3 separate regions of the Mus musculus genome follow, and all the other regions are linked to region 3. A link is a contact called in public Hi-C and HiChIP or PLAC-seq data. All regions are on one chromosome and are shown on one strand. The core of a region is the stretch at or near the end of the contact, and the rest is flanking DNA. Distances in the headings are between cores, read along the strand shown. Region 1 overlaps Kdm1b (lysine (K)-specific demethylase 1B). Region 2 has its middle 27 kb from the start of Gm52039. Region 3 holds the start of A930002C04Rik (RIKEN cDNA A930002C04 gene).

Evidence for each region. A called contact is a pair of places that touch in the nucleus more often than the background predicts. HiChIP or PLAC-seq counts read pairs in DNA pulled down with a chosen protein or histone mark.
Region 1: a contact with region 3 is called in a Hi-C map of liver, with 2.6 times the contacts expected there. The contact joins the enhancer-like site here to the promoter of A930002C04Rik in region 3. A contact is called at or near these places in 16 of 484 Hi-C or Micro-C datasets (the G1E-ER4 cell line, cortical neurons, embryonic fibroblasts and 6 more), 1 of 115 datasets of contacts at active chromatin or transcription factors (embryonic stem cells) and 1 of 9 other capture datasets (liver).
Region 2: a contact with region 3 is called in an H3K27ac HiChIP or PLAC-seq map of heart atrium, with 5 read pairs. The contact joins the enhancer-like site here to the promoter of A930002C04Rik in region 3. A contact is called at or near these places in 18 of 484 Hi-C or Micro-C datasets (the CH12 cell line, adipose-derived mesenchymal stem cells, astrocytes and 12 more) and 15 of 115 datasets of contacts at active chromatin or transcription factors (astrocytes, cardiomyocytes, differentiating embryonic stem cells and 10 more).

The regions. Positions count from the first base shown.
Region 1 is chr13:47,075,029-47,079,240 of GRCm38.p6, reverse strand. Kdm1b (lysine (K)-specific demethylase 1B) reads right to left here. Exons shown (of 21, transcript NM_172262.3): 17 at 1,742-1,858; 18 at 848-973; 19 at 1-58. Among named protein-coding and RNA genes, the nearest start is that of Dek, 29 kb to the left of the region's middle. Within about 2 kb of position 1,375, at least 3 of the 459 cell types and tissues checked have an H3K27ac peak or open chromatin away from gene starts, as enhancers often do. A contact at or near this core is called in liver, where this site is marked.
Region 2 is chr13:47,261,987-47,266,247 of GRCm38.p6, reverse strand. No RefSeq gene overlaps it. Among named protein-coding and RNA genes, the nearest start is that of Gm52039, 27 kb to the right of the region's middle. Within about 2 kb of position 1,652, at least 10 of the 459 cell types and tissues checked have an H3K27ac peak or open chromatin away from gene starts, as enhancers often do. A contact at or near this core is called in heart atrium, where this site is marked.
Region 3 is chr13:47,147,308-47,151,061 of GRCm38.p6, reverse strand. It overlaps A930002C04Rik (RIKEN cDNA A930002C04 gene), which reads left to right and starts at 2,392. Exons shown (of 3, transcript NR_126083.1): 1 at 2,392-2,596; 2 at 3,449-3,564. It also overlaps a transcript of Rnf144b not described here.

The DNA of each region.
Region 1 (4,212 bases), core at 126-2,625, 71 kb after region 3:
CCATGGTCCTGAGGGACGCCACTGCCTCCCCTGTGATCACCGACATCAGCACACTCTGCTGCTTTTGCAAGCACACAGGGAAAAGCACAGGACACTTGCTCTAAATGCCCAGTTCCACAGACAAGGGCCTCATTCTCCTAAGCTCATTTCACTCCATTCCACTGTTCTTTCTCTTCACTTCTGTCCCCATCAGTTCTCCGCATGCACACTACTTACCCTCCCACACACTCTACCGCCCCCTTCTGGAAAGAAGAAAACACTCATGAAATAACATGTCAGATTCAAGGTTCCCTCCCTTGGCTATTTATGAAATTGGGTAAGAAGCAACAGAAAGATGGAGAAAAATCTGCAGGGATAATTAAACCTTCCCATCGCTTCCATGTGAGACCCCCCTTAAGTCATTTCCCCAACGTGAGGAAGAGCAGGAAATAGCGGCCAAGTTCCTCTGTTGGCGGCACAGCTGCAGGGCAGCTTCTCATGGCTTTGTACTCCTGGGGCTCCTCCACCTCTCTCACACAGCTACCTCCCATCAGTCCGCACCTGAACCTCCTGTATCCAGCCTTCTAGCTCAGTAGAGACAATAGTTAAGAAGTCTGGTCCACTCTTGCTGACCGTACCTGAGCAATTCACTTTCAACCTGAACTAAGGTTTCTGGAGCACTGAGTCATACCCCAGGACAGAACTGGTACTTCTGAGAAAGCCAGGCAAGAACTAGGACTCCTCCGTAGGAAATGCCCCAGTCAAGGCACTGTCCCTACATACCATGAATTGACACAATCTTCATTCCCTCCTGAGCATGGCACATAACACCCACCCCTAACCCTCAAACCACACCACAGAATTTTACCTGAGAGTCCATGTCATAGAATACAGCGAAGAGGCCTCGTTGGCTGGCACTGGGAGGAACATGGCCAAAAAAGTCAGCTCCTTGAACTTTACTGTCCCAAAATCTATATGGAAACTGCAAGGCAATCTGGAAAGTGAGCAGAGAAATGGCTAAGCACACTCTGTCAGTCACAGGCCATCTCTAAATGCAACCTACCCTGTGTGTCTACTCAAACAATCCCGCCTGCTTCAGAACTGCCCGTGCTTCCCACCTCAGCAGTTCTTGGAGCTTCTTACTTACCCACAAGTTCCATGCCACTAAAGAGGCTTTCCAATACCTATGGCATTGCTAAAGGAGACCACAAAGGCTAGAAGAACAAACCACTGGGCTCCCTGGGAGGGAGGACAGCCATGGAAGCAGAACAAACTAAGGGCCACCTTAGCAAAGCCAGACTCAGCTAAGCAGACTCATGCCCCTGCTGGGCACTACCGTGCTGATCATCTCAGCACTAGATAGGTGGAGGCAGGAAAACAAGGACTTCAAGTCTACCCCTAGGCTACATAGTCTGAAAGCAGTCTAGGGTCCATGAGGCCCTCTCTGAGGGTTAGAGAGAGCTGACTAGGAGGCTCCTAGAAGTCAAAACGGAATCTAGTTGGCTTTTTTTTTATCCAAATTACATCAGAATTTTTAAAAACTAGGGCTGAACTTTTTCTTAATATCTTTTTTCCCCATTTTTTTAATGGACTGAATTGGATATCTGACAGCTCATACATGTATAGAGTACACTCTGTTTTACACTCTGTTTTATTCTTGCTCCCCTTTGTTTGCCTAATTGTACAACAGGTCCTTATCCAAACAAAACTATCAGCCAGCACTGATCTCTGAACTCTGAGGCTAAGGGGAAACTTAGGTCACCTTTTCAATGATGCCTGCACCCAAGCTGTTGATGGCTTTCATCTTCTTTTCTGACAATGGTGGATTAAACTGGATGGCACCTCTCTGTAGTATGGCCAATGGCACAGTGACTAACACCTGTGGGAAACAATGAACAGGTAACACACACAGCAGCAGGAATTACCCACACTTCCCAGGGGCTCATACCAGCCCTGACTATCTATTTCTTCTCTGCTTGCAGTCGTAAAACCGTCAGCACTCCACTTCATGGTCTGCAATCTCTGAGGGACCACTCAGGATGTTCACTGCACAAGAGTGTCTGGGTACGTGGATGTTGGATCTACACAGGAATGCACATACAGACCCTTCCTGGTGGCTAATAAGAGTGCTGTGTCAGGAGGGTAGCAGACTTTAGCTCTAAAAAGCAGTGCTATGTATGGAAATGCCCAGCCAAGCAGGATGGTGAACATCTGTGATCCCGGCACTCCAGAGATGGAGACAAGATGATCCTGCCAGCCTGGACTACATTACAAGTTCTAGGTCAATCAGATATACAGTGAGATCTTGTCTGCCAAAACTGAAGACAGACAGGGAGGGAGGAGAGCCCGACATTCTCACAGCTTGTTCTGTCCTTTTCAAGACCATCCCTGTCAACGGCCTATAGCAGAAAGGAAATACCTGCCTTCACTAATCTCAGGCTCAGAGTAATACTTAAAACTAGGAGGCAACGATATGCTCCAAAACCGATTAAGCAAGTCACAAGTTACTGGGGTTATAGCTACAGAACCACATGCGAACCTTTAAAGCAGAAAGGGCTTTACTACAAGGGGTTCCAGGTGGTCCTAAAGGTCAAACTGAACTCTTTAAAGACTCGGCAGGGTGTGGCAGCACAGGCCTATAATACAAGCACTTAGATGGCTAAAACGACCTATGGGCACTGCGGGAAAAGGATCCATGAGGCCACCTAATAAAACCAAGCCATCAAGGAGAACTGTTGGGTCTCACCTTACTGTTCAGAAAGTTCTAGTTCTAGAACCATGGCTCAATCAAGAAGTTATTACTGCTAACTCATCACCAGAATCACCCCACATATACAAAGACTTGCACCAGCAGAACAGGTAACGCCTGCCTTGCCCCCGGGCTTCCTGGGATCTCTGCTACCCCTGCTACAGCACAAGCAGGGGCCTTGACCACTGTGCTGTGGGCAGAGGCAGCAGCAGAGGGGCAAAGTCAGGCGGGCTACACTTCCTAGACTCGTGTACAACTGCTTGGGAAAACCGCAGTGGCAAGGGAGCTCTGTGGGGAGAGGGAAGGAGGGAAATCTGTCTGTCTGCCTTTCAGTATCTCAGGACTAGATGACACAGAATGCAGGCGGAATGCAGCTCAACTCTAAAACGTCCTATCTGCTCTCGTCTTCAAGCACTTCCTCCATATGATTGGTTTAACCACCGATTCCGGAAGCAAAGCAAGCCCAGAGTTGTTCTGGGAATTTTGTCACTGTTTTCTGATGCCCCAAAGTCTCAAATTATAAAGCGTCTTCTCTCCTAAAGTTTACAGTTGTTCACATGTGGGCAGCATCCACGTGACCAAGGCAGTTGTTAGCAACAGCTGACTCAACTCCTAAGCAAGAAGTTAAACCTACAAGTCTCCCTAGCAAAGTACAAGCGCTTGAGTAAGCCACCAGTCCCGTGGTATAAACACACCCTGGTGGACAATGAGGCTCAGTCTCTGCAGAAGCAGCTGAGAGCAAGTTACAGTCTGTCACAGGTTTCTACCTCCCCACCTGGGCTGGAAAGCTTTCGCTCACATCTTGGAGAAGACGTCCAACACAAACTGTGATGAGTGCTAGCCGCCCAATAAAAATATTTGGGTAGTTTGTAGCTATGCCCTGATTCAGCTGGAAGGCCTAGGTACAAGGACTCAGGAGTGCCATACATCTAGCCAACATTAGCAGGAGCAACCTGGCAGGGAAATACAAGTAGCATTTTATCCTAGACACCAAGACGTAGGCAGACAGACTTAGCTCAGTCGAATGGCCAGCTGAGTTGTAATTTTAAAAGGTGGCACTTGAAATGCCAACCTTAGGAAGAGCCTTATTGTAGGAGCTTACAGTGACATCACCACCCAGTGCAAGCCACAGAGAATCACAAGAGGCTTGAAAAACCATGCCCAGCCACATCCAATGAGAATGCAGGGTGCTGGGACCACTGCAAGGTCTCCCAGACAGCTGATAACAGCCCTAAGCATCTCTGGGCCCTGTTCTCCCAGTGTAATATGCAATCCTTTGTTTCTGTATGAATATTCATGAATATTCAGGACTGTGAAAAGGCGTCAGAGAGCAAAGTTAGTATGCTAACAGGTGGCCTGGCCCATCAGAGAGATCTCTGTCATTACCCCATCCCCAGAAATAACCAAGCCTGACTTCAGGGTTGATTAAATCCCTCTGCCCCAAGCAGCTGCCTTTATGATCCAGTACAGGTGTCACACAGTGA
Region 2 (4,261 bases), core at 403-2,902, 120 kb before region 3:
CCTATGTTTGGAAATATCAACTGTGCCTGAAAATTCAGCCTTAGGAGCAAATGAAATAAATGTGCTGCTTTATTTAAAAACAACAAAAGCAATATTTCTTCTGATTTCGATGTTATGCAAAAGCACCTTTTTGCCAAAATTTAAATAAGTGACTTTACTAATTACTTAATCTTATGTTTAGCTTCTTAAAACGTATGTCTTCCCAGAAAAAATACACAGAATACTATTTCGCATACAATTTCAGTAGCAACAGCTTTCTCAAAGGTGTGTGTGTGTGTGCGCATGCACACGTGCATGCGTGTCTGTTCTATTAAAGGAAAAGAAAAAGGCTGGAGAGATGGCTCAGTGGTTAAGAGCACCGACTGCTTTTCCAGAGCTCCTGGGTTCAATTCCCAGCAACCACATGGTGGCTCACAACCATCTGTAATGGGATCTGATGCCCTTTTCCGGTGTGTCTGAAGACAGCTACGGTGTACTCATATACATAAAATAAATAAATCTTTTTTTTAAAGGAAAAGATAAAACTAGTCACTAAAATATTATTTGCTATATAGATCTGACATCATAACTATATCATTGAAGCCAGGCAGAGCCAATGGCCCATACTGCAGGACAGTCCCACCCCATTCCACCCTACCCTTCACCCCACCTACCCACCTTACCCCTGCTCACTAAAAGCTTTATATCATGTATATTCTTTTTTTGCAGAATCAGAAATGATTCAGCCCAAACTCTTAAGGAATCCCAATATTATTTTTTTAAAGGATACAGTTGAAACGCCCAGACACGGCATCATGCATTCGAGCCCTTGAATGTTTATCGAGCATCCCTCATGTGACAGACGTGAGAAACAACAAGCTAACAAGGAACTTACAGAGTTTACCAAGGTTCAGAAGTCAGCCCAGCATTTCCCACACTGTCATCAAAGTTGGCTAAACCATCATTTAGAAGATAGTGACATTTATGCCTCATGAGTGATGCAAATATTATTCTAGAAGGGGACACCAAAGCACCACAAAATAAGTCTAAATGGCACGTCTTGTTATTCTGTGATCACTGCTATGAGAAAATAGGACTATATAGTAGCTATAAACAATTCAGGTTATGTATCACCCTTGAAAGTGCTTGTCAACACTGGAGTCAGAATGAAGCATCCCTTCTGATCTTTTTAAGTAAAAGGATGTGTTTCATATGCTCCTAAGACTGTCTTTGCAGGTACAGTTGATATTTCCAAACTTAGGGCTGGGATGCAAACCACTTGCCAGGCACATACACACCACCAGGAAATTCTACTGTGGTAGGGGCCCCGAGAGCCCCGAGGAATGAACAAACCCTTGGGCTGTTAACATCCTTGAATGTCCCTGGCCCTCTGTCACATGGATCCTCAGCTCCCTTTCTCTCCCCCTCCCCATTTCAATATTACTGCCTAGAAATTCAAAATACCCAATCAAATTCTATGTCACCGTATATGGGAAACAAAGAAGCCAAAAATGTATAAAGCAACCTTGTCAAGTTTGGGGAGTCTAGCCTTTGGAAACGAATCCACTTGAAGCTTGGGAGCATCCTGGAAGGAAAGCCAGGCTATCCAGTTCTCTGTCTGAGTATCCCATAATAGAACAAGCATTGGAAGAAGCCCAAGAGGAGGTCCTGGCTCATGTCTGCTACAGCTCTGCCAGCCTCGGCGGAGGGACATTTTCAGAATGCGTGTCCACCATTGGTCATCTATCATCATGCTTCCTAATTGGCTTACAGCGTATACGTCACCGCTGACATTTTCCCACTACCCCCAAAGCATCAATGTCTTGTCCCATATATTCCTTGAATGTCCCTTTTCGGCCAAGTGACAGCTACAGAGATTTTGAATGACCTTTCTTTTTTCTTTTTATAAACAGGGTGTCACGTGCTTCAGGCTGGCCTCGAATCTGCTATCTAGCTGAGGGTGGTTTTGACTTTCTGATCCTCCTGTCTCCACCTGCTGGGATTATAGTCTTGAGAAACCACACCCTGTGTATGTGGTAGCAGGGACTACATCCAGGTTTCCACACATGCTAAGCAAGCACTGTATCAGTGGAGCTAGGTCCTAAGCCACTGGATGGCCATCTTTGACTATGTAATCTCCTATGTCCCAAGGGAGCTTTCCATGCTCAAGGGACTCCAGGTGACCCCACAGCACCTGCTCACATTGCTAAAACCAGGAGTCAGAAAGCTACCTGAGACCCAACAGGAATTATAAACGATCTCAATTCTGGGAACGTTGTCTGAAATCAGTAGCATCCTAGGCATCTCACGGAGAATGCACTCCATTCTGTAACCTATTTCAGTTATACCATTACATATTATATATCACATGTACTGTACTATATAGCTATTATAACCAGTTCTGCAGGGTTAAAAAATAATTATAATTCCCACTAAGATAGCTCAATGTGCTTGCTCCACACCTTGCCACTCCTGACCCCCACCCCCACCAACTCTAACAGCCTGAACTCTGCCTTCAGGACCTACATGGTGGAAGGACAGGACAGACTCTGTTAAGTTCATGTCAAAATTATCTCCAATAAATTTCATTTAATTAAAAAAAAAAAAGGCCGGGCGTGGTGGCACACGTCTTTAATCCCAGCACTTGGGAGGCAAAGGCAGGTGGATTTCTGAGTTCGAGGCCAGCCTGGTCTACAGACTGAGTTCCAGGACAGCCAGAGCTACACAGAGAAACCCTGTCTCGAAAAAAAAAAAATTTAAATTTAAAAAATAAAAAGACTACAATGCCTAATAAAAATAAAAATGGAGGGACCAGAGCCATAAGGGGCATACCCTGTGAGAGGAGACAAGCTAGCCAGGGCACCATAAGCCATCCATTCTATAACTAGAAAACTCTGGACTCTTACCGCCCATCACAGCACTGAGAAAACAAGACCTGTTTCTGAATCTCATTCCTCAGGAGAAATCTGGAAATGGAAATGTCAAACGCTTTTGGAGCAAATATTGAGAGAAAGAAAACCAACAGACTGAGTGAAATCACGGAGATGAGACATCAAGGGGGAAGCACTTGGGAGAAAAAAAAAGTCACGGAATGTAGTAGAACCCTTGACCCACAGAGGACTCAGGACAAAGGATGTAGAGGCTGGGTATGAAATGCTGGGGGAAGGGCTACTGTGAGAAAGATCGAGGTGACAGACTCGGGAGCCTACACAGGGCAAGAGCTGGCTCTGAAACTGGGACAGCCAAGCACAGAGGACTGTCTGTCCTCCCCACCACACTTCTACCAGCAGAGCCACAAGCAAGCACTTACCTAGCCCTAGGCCAACAGAAGCCAATACTCTTGGGCTGGGGAGATGGCTCCGCTGGAAAGACCTCTTGCTGTCCTCCCAAAGGACTTGAGTTCAGTACTTCAAAGAAGATGCCTTCAAATGGAAAATTTTACCAATTACTAAGAATGGTAAGGGGCCAGGAAGGTGGTTCAATTGGGGGGGGGGTACTTGTCTACCAGTCACAAAACCTCGGGTTACATTTCATAGACTTCATAAACCAGGTGTAGTGGCACAGGCCTGTAAACTCAGTGCTCAGGAGGTAGGGGTAGGAAGGTCAGAAGTTCAAGGCTATCCTTTGCTATTGAGAGTCTAAGGCCATGCTGGCCTCCATGAAGACTTGTCGGAAGAGAGAAAGAAAGAAAGAGAGAGAGAAAGAAAGAAAGAAAGAAAGAAAGAAAGAAAGAAAGAAAGAAAGAAAGAAAGAAAGAAAGGAAGGAAAGAAGGAAGGAAGAAAGAGAGAAAGGAGGGAGGGAGGGAGGAGAGAGAGAGAGAGCAAGCAAGTTTAATTTCCCAAGCATGTGTTAATTTCTCTAAAATTTGCAAGAGAAAGAACAGTTCCACAATTTTGAACCAAATTTAAAGCACGTTTTAATTAAATACTGGCCAGGAAAAAAAGGACTCTAACTAGGTCCACCCTGGGCTTCCAGGGAATGACCGAGTCACTGTTTGCAGGAGCTTAAAAAAAAACACAAAACCCATAATTCATTGCATTTCCTATCAGGTCCAATCAGGGACAAGCATACATCCTGACATACTTCCTGTCTACATCAAGCACATCCTGTGCAGTTGATTCAAACAAACTTGTTTATAGTGGAAAAACATATGGCTTGTTATTTCCTAAGAACTACAACTCCCAGCATTCCAAGAAGTCACCTTGTCCTTGAGCAAGTGAGGCTTACAGGTTGATTTTGGTTCTAACAGATGTTATTGAGGCATGGAGAGTCATCATTGAA
Region 3 (3,754 bases), core at 1,143-3,642:
GCCTCTCCTCAAACTCACGAAGCCTGGTGATGTTTTTTGGAGGTTGAGTCTATTTAAGATGAAACACTTGATGGTGTTATAGATCTTACTGCACTTTAGCAGTTCAACTTATCTTATTGTCAAGTTTATCTTATTTAATTATGTGCTTGTATGACCATAGGGATATGAGGGCTCTCTACGCCGCTGCCTCTCTCCAGTGTCAGGATTAAATTCCTAGAACACAAACCATTAATTCTGTCACCAGTACAACATAAAGACTTAAAGACAATTTAAGCTTCAGGTTGGAACCGTTTCTGAGAAAACCCAGGAACTTGGCCCTATTAAACTATCACAAGGATATCTGGGCAAAGGTGTTCATCGTGCAGCATGGCTGTTTAGTGATTGGCTCAAGGTGCAGAGGAACAGCTGGAAACACAGGTCCGCTGTGCGCACCAGCATTTAAAGGACGTGAAAAGCTCCCTCACCCCGCCCAAATGTTTGTCTTTTTAAGTCAGAGAAAATATAAGGATTTTTATTACATCATTGCTGTTGTTGGCTGGCAGGAACAGGGACGTGTTCATAAATATACATGTATATGGGAGTGAAAAAAAACCTATCAAGATACACACACTATACTTGCTTGTCTGTTTCAGAAATATGCTGCCATCCCTTGACCGTCCACAGCCCCGTCTGCAACTGCACGCCCCACCTCAAAGTCAGGTGGGTGAGCAGTTGGCTCTAAGAGCAGCTGGGAGGCCTGTACTTTCCTCTAGGTATCACAGGGTATGTTAACAATCTAATGAGGGATTTCTCACCTAGTTTTCACTCGCCAACCTCACAGCCCTCCCCCTCCCTCCACACACAAAATTGATAAACATTCCCGGGACAGCGCTGGCGGTCAAAGACCAGGTTGACAGTTACGTATTTGTACCAGGTAAGCGTGGGCCTGTGACCGGGAGGCTCAGCCTAACACAAGGTCGGGGGAAGAACAGCACAGATCCAAGAGGATGTAAAACTTCTAGAGGCATCCAGACTCCGCTGTACCCAAAGGCCTTCTGAGGGACAAGCCACTTGCTTTAGGTTTGGAAAAGACAAATAATTGCTCTCAATTGCTTTTTAAAATGAAGAGGCAGCTTTCAAAACTTTCCAGTGAGCTCTATGAATAATGAACCGGTCCATCCTCGCACTATAAAACTCTGTGGGCCGGGCATGGTGGCGCACGCCTTTAATCCCAGAACTCGGGAGGCAGAGGCAGGCAGATTTCTGAGTTTGAGGCCAGCCTGGTCTACAGAGTGAGTTCCAGGACAGCCAGAGCTACACAGAGAAACCCTGTCTCGAAACAACAACAACAACAACAAAACAACTCTATGGAAGCAGAATGAAGGTGATTGGGTTGGTATTGATACCCGTGTGCCGCAAAATAGAAAAGCGTCAGCTAGGAAAGGGCTAGTGTACTGTAATCTGGGTGTAATCGCGCGTTTATTTTTGGTATAGACCTTGTATAGTTACATATTTTTCCTATTCACTGAAACAGTTCAGCAAGGAGGAAGGGATAGAAGGAAGGGATGACAGGAGCTACAGAACAGAAGTAAGCTGTTCTAGGGAGGTACTGCACCAAAGAGCCACTGCAGATAACAGCTGGGTACGTCTTAAGCCTTAAGGAAACGGAAGATGTGGAGGCTGGGAAAATGGCTTGGAGGTTAAGAACACTTGCTCTCACAGAGGACTAAGCATTCCCACCAGATGGCTCAGAACCACTCATGACTCCAGTTCCAGGGGATCCAATGCCCTCTCCTGGCCTCCCTCCCTGGGCACCTGCACACTTGTGTGCGCGCACAAATACAGTCACATAGATAAAAGCCAAATAGACCATTAGAAAAGGAACTGATGACTGAGCACACTAATACCTAACCTGATTTAAATACGTAATAGAAACACTTATTAAATGACCGTATAGGACCCCAATGGCTATGAACAATTTTTACAATCTGTAATCAGTGAAGTGACCTTAGTTCTGATTTTCTCTGGGCTGTTGAGTTTCACTGGTCTTCGTTTTCTTCCTTGGGTGCTTATATCTTGCTTGTTGGCTCAGAGAGGCTGCTTTGTAATCAGAAGTTATTCTATAAGCAATACTACTTTGAATAAATGAGTAAGCTACACCATTCTGCAAAGAGAGGAGGAGGGGGAGGGGCGTAAGTGTTATCTTCTCATTTGCTCGCTCATTCATCCTTTCGTGGGTGTGAGCGCGAGCGCGCTAACTATAGACTGTGGAGGTGGTTAAGAAAATAAGCAGAACTCTAGGTAGAGTCATCGGAAAAAGCCTGCCTGCAAAAGCAGCTACAGCTAAACTCCTACAGAATTAAAGCCAACCAACCCCGTGAAGAAGAGGGAGGGAGAGGCCGCATAGGCCCTGGTATACACGTGACCAGTGGCTGGGACTCAGGAAGAAAGAGGTGGAGTGGAACTGTAGGGAAGGGAATTAGAGAGATAAGCAAGAATCAATTCCTTCTAGAGTGCGAGAGACCATGTTTAATTTCAAGACGAGACTGTAACGTGGAACAAGAAGTCATCCGATTTACAGTTTAAGCTGACCGATCTTACTGCGTAGGGGCAGAAGGTAAGCTGGTCCTCTCTGGCTTCGTTTGTCCTTGTCACCAAGCCCTGCTTCTCTTGTCACTTTCAGCCCTGCCGTTGCTGACCCTGATCCCTGCAGCCTTAGATCCTGACAACACAGCATCCAGCTGGGGTGGGAGGTGTCTGGTGACACTCTTTCAGCCCCACCCCCACCCCACCCCAAACCTCTGCATTCTTCACCGTGTGGATCAATCTGAGCTAGCACCTTCATTTTCTGAAGGCCTGGCCACATTAGGCCCAACACATTTTATTCTCTGTCCTAAAATTCCTATCCTTGGAAGGACCAATCCCTATTCTCTCAAAACTGCCACCTCCATCACCCCTAAACTTACCTCCTAGTTCAAACTTGGTACACTGTTCAGTACTGCTGCTGGCTGTGTCATGGTATTTCCTTTGCAAATGAATCATAAAATGTCACCTGTCGGGGCCAGGCACACACCTTTAGTGCTGGCACTCTGGAGCGAGAGGCAGGCGGATCTCTGTGAGTTTGAGCCAGCTTGGTCTACATCATAAGTTCCAGGACAGCAAAGCTATGCCTCCAAAATATAAAGTGTTTTGTGTGGGTTGGGTGAGGTGCTATGAGCACGGCTGGAATATGTGTTAGAAGACTTCCATAGCGTGGGTGAGGCCCTGGGTTCTATTTGGAGGAGGGGTCAGGGCGGGGCTTAACTTATTCCTGGAACCCAAGGGATAAAGAACTATGGCTGCAATTATTTCACCTCCATATTTGTGCACATGAGCCTCCCTCTCTCCCTCTCCTTACCCCGCCACGCACACACTAACTTTAAAAGCAAAGTTTGCCTTTACTTGCTCCATTTACTTTTATTAATTACAGCTTCAGGGAACCCATCGCCGCCTCTGACCTCCGAGGGCACCAGGCATTCGAGTGGTGTGCGGACAAGACACCCATGTAGACCAAAGCAACTTACGGGAGGAAGGGTATAATTCCAGGTGCAGTCCATCATTTGGGGGAAGTCCTGGGAGAAGGGACCTCAACACATCACATCCATAGTCAGAAGCTGAGGCCTGTGTGTGCTCGGCTCACTGACCCCATTTTTACACCATCCTGGATCACAGTCACAGTGCAGCCCCTCCCCTTTCGATGGCATCTTCCAGCCTCGATTACACAGTCGGGATGATC